Linked DNA regions of Gasterosteus aculeatus: region 1 is linked to region 2. The links are chromatin contacts, called in public Hi-C maps. All regions are on one chromosome and are shown on one strand. Each heading gives the region's core, a stretch centred on a gene start, on an enhancer-like site or on the middle of the called end of the contact. The rest is flanking DNA. Distances are from core to core; before and after follow the strand shown. Region 1 holds the start of prex1 (phosphatidylinositol-3,4,5-trisphosphate-dependent Rac exchange factor 1). Region 2 overlaps prex1 (phosphatidylinositol-3,4,5-trisphosphate-dependent Rac exchange factor 1).

The links. Hi-C and Micro-C count contacts between places; a contact is called where the count stands out from the background.
Region 1: a contact with region 2 is called in a Hi-C map of skeletal muscle, with 2.1 times the contacts expected there. The contact joins the promoter of prex1 here to the enhancer-like site in region 2. A contact is called at or near these places in 3 of 6 Hi-C or Micro-C datasets (skeletal muscle, tail fin and whole body).

The regions. Positions count from the first base shown.
Region 1 is chr2:17,959,708-17,962,693 of fGasAcu3.hap1.1, reverse strand. prex1 (phosphatidylinositol-3,4,5-trisphosphate-dependent Rac exchange factor 1) reads left to right here and starts at 1,364. Exons shown (of 40, transcript XM_040194210.2): 1 at 1,364-1,818. The coding sequence starts at 1,675. LOC120829788 (ral GTPase-activating protein subunit beta) reads left to right here. Exons shown (of 31, transcript XM_078085764.1): 31 at 1-373.
Region 2 is chr2:17,923,822-17,927,135 of fGasAcu3.hap1.1, reverse strand. prex1 (phosphatidylinositol-3,4,5-trisphosphate-dependent Rac exchange factor 1) reads left to right here. Exons shown (of 40, transcript XM_040194210.2): 14 at 1,167-1,242; 15 at 1,491-1,563. Among protein-coding and RNA genes, the nearest start is that of LOC120829627, 34 kb to the right of the region's middle. Within about 2 kb of position 1,460, at least 1 of the 9 cell types and tissues checked has open chromatin away from gene starts, as enhancers often do.

The sequences.
Region 1 (2,986 bases), core at 115-2,614, 36 kb before region 2:
CGCAGTTGAGTTTTTTTTTTTTTAACCTATCATGTTTAATAGTGCAACTTACTTTTTATGACAGTGCTTTCTGCACGTGCCTTTTCTTTTGGAAGAAAAAAGTACATTGAATACTCTTCAGAACTACATACAATCAGTCATACATTGTATACTATGTTACTCCTCTGGTGTTTGATCATATTTAAAGATTTGCCATGTACAGAAGTGGAGGATATGTAAATATATGATAGTGTAAGGCATTTACAAGCTGTCTGTTGCATTCCTCATCTGAGGTGGCGAGAAAAAGTTTTGTATGTATGCAGTTATGTGTGGGAGCCTCACAATGGGTATTGAATGTAACATGCATCAATTAAAACTATTATTGACATTTTAATTTTCTCCTGTTCCTGATGTTTCGCCTGTTATTCACAGGATGGATCTCACTTACTTTTCTTATTCACCTTATACTCCTTTTCCACCAACAATAATAAACACAGCAAAGGCAGCTCACGTGTGATCCAGTATCGCGAGACCAGACGCCCGTAGCGGCACGAGACTCCAACGATCCCGCGTTAAAAAAAAGGACAACTTGTCGTCAAAGCGGGCAAAGGTTGCTGCTGTAACAAATGACAAGGGAGGGTGGTTACTGTTAGTAGAGCCGATAACCCGTTAGACATGTTGTTTTATCACGTTAGCGGTGCGTGTCGTTCCGCGCGCATCCGGCAGAGGGCGCCTTCCTCCCAAACACCAGCCACCATGTAAGCTAACTCACTCAAACTTTTGAAACGTTTAATAGAGTTAAAGGTTTGTCCCCTTATTTAAAATACAGGCTTTAAAGCAACAGCTATAACAACTCAGTAAAGCTTTTACTTAAAGTCTTAGTTTCTGCTGGGATATATGTGCATTCGGCCACGAAGCAGTAACTTAAATAGATGCTTCCATTAGCCTCCTAACAGGCCGTCCCACGTCGGGTATTTCAAGTCACTCGTTAGTAACTCTGGGACCATGTTTTTATCATGTTGAAATACGGTATTAATATTTTTACATCACGTCCTCAAATATTTATGACCTACTCGGGCACGTTAGACATTCTCCAGTAAACACGCTGAATTAGCTCGATTCAGTGCAGCTGCCGTGTTTTTAGTTGGTCAGCGGGTTCACTTAATTATTTATTGTGCTTTTTAATGTCCCTTTGCCACAGTAGCTTAATTCATGTAGCGTTAAGCCTCAATGACCACCGTCACAGATGTTTCCCTCAACGTCTTATTTGTTTTTGTGCGCTCAATAGAGCAGTGAGTTGCGGCCCCCTGCGCGCGCGCGTGTATGTGTGTGTGTGTGTGCGCGCGCGCCGGGTCCTCCCCCCTCCTCCCATCTGAACCCCTCCACTGTCGCGCGGCTCCCTCCCAGCTGGTGCTGCGGCCACACACACACACGCACGCACACGCGGAGCCTCTCTTCTGTCCGTTTGGCACTTTTCAGTGTGGAACTTCATCTCCCGTGTTTGAGTGCACGCGCGTGTCTGCCGCAGCTCGCGAGGTTTTTTTTCTTCTTCTTTTCTTCTGCTTTTAGGAGGAACTTGCCGCACTCGCGATGGACTGAAGCGTCAAACTCTGCAAAGTGTGGATACTTGGAACCGGGAGAGTAACGTCAATCTGTGCAGAGAGGCGCCCGGCGGAGGGGCTTTAACCGGGCACCATGGACGAGGACGACGCGCGCCAGGAGAACGGCGTCCACGCCACCAAGGACTCGGACCGCCAGCAGCGGCTCCGGCTCTGCGTTTTAAACGAAATACTCAACACCGAGCGGGATTACGTGCGCACGCTGCTCTTCCTCCAGTCGGTACGTTTTTGACACGAATCGCCGCTTCACGTTGCTCCCGTGTGCGCGCTCGCGTGGAGCGGCTCGCGCCGCGTGATAAATGTGAATTGTAATATTCCACCTGGCTGCAGTTTACAGGCTGAGTTTCACCTTCAGCCAGCAGCAATTCGTCGGGAGTTCGGTGTGATGTTTTGCGCACACGCGTCGCTCCTGTTTTGTATTCAGGCTTTTAAATCCCACCTCATTGTTATTTGTGTGCATATAGAGAGAGCTTGACCCTCCTCATTGCATCGTTTCATTGTGCTTTTTATTGTCAGCTTTATTCGCAGGCTGCTGGACACGCGCAGTAATCGCTGCTGTGTCTTAATTTTCTGTAATCTTAGCTCACGCTTTTAATGGAAATAAGGTTACCTGAGTAGTACATTCCTTGGGAAGATTCGATTAGGTGTGTGTGTGTGTGTGTGTGTGTGTGGTTGGGGGGTCATTCCCTTGTGTTTAAGCCCCAGGTGAAAGAGAATCACAGAAGAGCTTAATCCACGCTGACTTTGCAAATAAATAGATATTCATGAGCGTTCAGCACCAACACGCCTCCCCGCTTCCTGACACGCATGAGAAACCAGCCACTTCGCTCATCGGCTGCCTTTTGTTGAATGATCTTGTTGTCGTGGTATCGATGATCTCTCGTCATCAGCGGTGCTTGTTGTGCAGTGCAGGTGGCTTCTGCGTCCAGCCGGTGCAAAGTCAGTGTGGCTTCGCCGACTTTATTATAAAGCTTCATTGCTGCCTGTAAGGAAATCCCCTATTTTGTGTGCAAGGGTGTCAAAGGTCAGGGTCCGCTCCAAAACACAAACCTGCAGCTCGTCTGGATTCAGGGTCCTCTTATTGACTCAAAGGATTGTAGCCATTTTTTACTGAACGTTTCTTCATGATCGTGCCACCAATTCTGTTCATTCTCCAATTTCAGCATCTGGCAAGCATTTGTCCGAAATAGCCGTGGTTCCCTTTTTTGTCTTGTGCTGTCACGCATTAAGGAACTTCCTCAAAGCTCTTGAAATAGTACGTAAAGTATGTCTGCACAGGCGGGTGGCAGTAGCCAGGCTCTGCGGAGATGTTGGAGCTCCAGTCCGAGACGCACTGCTTTCCTTCACACCTTGTGGCCACGGCACGCCGATGGACTCTGGTTTCTCCG
Region 2 (3,314 bases), core at 211-2,710:
CAGGTGCACGGATGCATATTCATGAAGGGTTCACGTTCGGCCCACGACAGCCTCTCTAAACAAACAAAACACAAACATGCTCCATCCTCTGAATCTCATACAGTTCTCCATTAGTCCGTAGGTCTTCTCTTATGCACAATCTTATTGCCCAAAACCATGGCGAACATCAGCGTCAACTATACTTCACAAATATGTTTCCCATTCGAAGGTCCGCCGCCCCTTCCTTCCTACTCTTACCCCCCTCGCCCCTCTATCTCTCCTCACATCACTCACCCGCTGATTGAAGTGCCCCGGGGTTCCCATTGCCGCAAACAAAGAGCTTCAGTGGGTGGGTGAGGGGGGGTGTACAAATCCTATTAACACACAAAGGCAATCCTTCTGCCCTGGCATCAAGATATGATGTAAGACGTCACTAAATTGGAATTGTAAGTAGAAACCATTAATTCTGACGTCGGCGTGATGGATGTATTGCCTTTAATGAAGCATAAATGATAACAAATCATCTGTTTTATGAATATTTGTGAAGAGACAAAGCATTGCGGTTTTGTAATCCGGTGAACAAAACACTAACGATGATAAAATAGATATAAACCTTCTCAAATCGTTGACTGTCACGGGCTGTAGATGACAATGGATGGAGAAAATCATAAATCAGCAGACGTTGCCTGGGAGCATCAATATGTGCGCCTCTGAATGCGTCGGTTTACAAAGCGGGCGCTCCCCTGCAGCCACACCCGATGTCTCACTCACAGCAGAAGATTAAGACATTGAAATACTCATTTGACAGGCGTGTGATACACCCGGCGAGTCACGCGTCCTCCGCCTAACCCTTCCGGTTTCACGTGTTAACGCGCTGAGCGGCCAAGCTGGTGCTTGTGTAATCTCACAGGAGCCCGGAGGTTAAAACAAAGGAAAGGGCAGTAAGTCGTTGTTCCCCCGGCGGGGTTAAGAGAAGTGTAGAACAACGGGCCGTCTGCAGCAGACGAGGACTGCAGTGGTGTTCAGCTCGTAACGTGGATGTTTTTCTGGGGCTTTTCTCACTCAATGTTCTCGCCTCCTATTTAAGAATAAGAATGATGCTGTCGACCACAAAAGAGGCCACCAGCTATTTTCACCTTTCCGCAACACATTTTATAAATGCTTTATTTCATTTTGCTCTTTTCTAGGGACAGAGACCACCATCTGAAAACCTTCAAATCTGTGGTGCCTGCCAGCAAACTGGTCGACTGGCTGCTCTTGCAGGTAATGAGTGCCCGTTGTAGAGGACTCTCTTTCCCGTTTGAGTGTATATATAAATCTTCGCTATTTATTCCATTGTATATGAAACTAGCCACCCAAATAACCTAATTTAAACGAAGTCTTTATATACATTTATTAAAGTCACCTTGCATTGATCCTCATCCCAGCTACACACAGAAGCTCAGGCGCTGCAGCCTGTTGCGTTACGGTGTAACTGACCAACTGTATGCGTCACTGGTTTGGTTTCCCAGGGAGACTGCTCGACCCGAGAGGACGCGGTGACGCTGGGCATTGGGCTCTGCAACAACGGCTTCATGCACCACGGTTGGTACAGTTCACCCATCTCACACGTCATTTCAGCATGAGATAACAGGAACTCAATGGAACTTTGACTTCTGTGGGAGTGTCTCTTGTCCTCACTCATTTTGTTGTTGTCTCCTTATTAAAAAAAAATATTTTATTTTTTATAGCTCAAAATCACAAATTACAAATTTGCCCCAGAGTGCTTTACAGTCTGTATACGCGCAACATCCTCTGTCCCGATGCCTCACGTCGGCACAGGATAATAAAAAACGATAAAAAACCCCGTCAATGACGTGAGGGGCTATGAGTGTTAAATAAAGCTTCAGATAATAAGCACATAATTAGCCGCTTGTACTGAAGATTATCCACTAATTAACTTATTTTAGCTAGAGCTGTGAAAATTGCGATGGCATCAGATACTCTGGCGACAGGAAGTGAGGCTGCACACTTGCCATAAAAATGTAACATCAATCTCTCCTCTGTCACGCAGTCTTTTCTTGAAAATATTTGCAAGTGCAACTTCACTGACTACGTTGCAGCGGAGCAGCTCGGACGTCTTTCCCAGCGTGTTGCGTAAACAGCTTTAGCAGAGTACTCTAACCAGAGCGGAACTACATTGCTGTCTGGGTCGTTCCACTGAACCAGGACCGCTGGTTGAGGTCTTGAATTGAAACATCCAGCTTCATTGGCGCACAAATGTGTTGCGTGTAAAACGAGACCCACTTAAAAGAAGCACTTAGTGGTGGAGTACGGAGAAAGTAACATGAAGACATCGCTTCCCGGTGTGTATAGTGACTCATACCAACTGGAATCTAGGATGAAGAAGTTGAATTAGGTCTTCTGGTTTGAACGGAAGTGGTTTGATTTCCGAAGGATCCTGGTAACCCTTTAACAAGTACTGCACAGGTGTTCTTGCAGGTTACACACAGGCAGACTTCATGGGTGGTAGTGAACAGTACCACGGCTTAAATGGAGCCCAAACCCCTGCTGATTTAAAAACAAGGAACGGCTCACAGGAAGTTTCACAGTGACTTTATCCTCACTTTCAGATCCTCACGCATTTGCCTTTTTCCCTCCACCATCTGTTTGAAGGTGTCACCTGTTCTCCCTCCGCTCTGCTCTTCTTCAGGGTCACAACCTGCCGTCGCTCCGCTCAGCCGGGCTGCACACCTCCCCTCTCCTCCGCTCTGTAGTCTTTACTTAGCACATCCTCTCTCTCTTCACCCGGTGAAGGGATCTGCTTTTTTATTCTGCCCTTGTCTTCCTTGAGTCTCTTTTCATGCGTGTGTGGCTGTTTGTCTTATGAGGTTACTGGTGGGAGGATCCCTGAAGATGGATCATTTACAACTCATCGTTTGACAGTATACCAATACTGAAAGTAGCAGTAAGGGAAGACTTTCTTCACCACAACGTTCTGATCTACGTAATCCAGTTATTCACGAGGAAACCAAACATAATTCATTATTCTGAAGTACTTCTCTAAAAAGTTGTTTGACTAAATATTCAACAGAATGAGCCTTTAAACGGTTTTCAGGGTGTTCGGGCTTTATCTGGGTTGTCGTAATGCAATTGTGTGTGTAATCACTTTTTTATTTAGTTCACCCAAGGGTGCCAGATGTTTGCCAAATCTCTCCAGCTGGGTAGCTTCGGCTCTGAGTTGCCTGTGCTAGCATCATTTTATACATGCACACACCCACACAAACCAGGTCAATATGTTCTCCGCTCTGTCCAACACAATAAAACCCGCCTCCCACATTGCGGCTCTGGTCCAG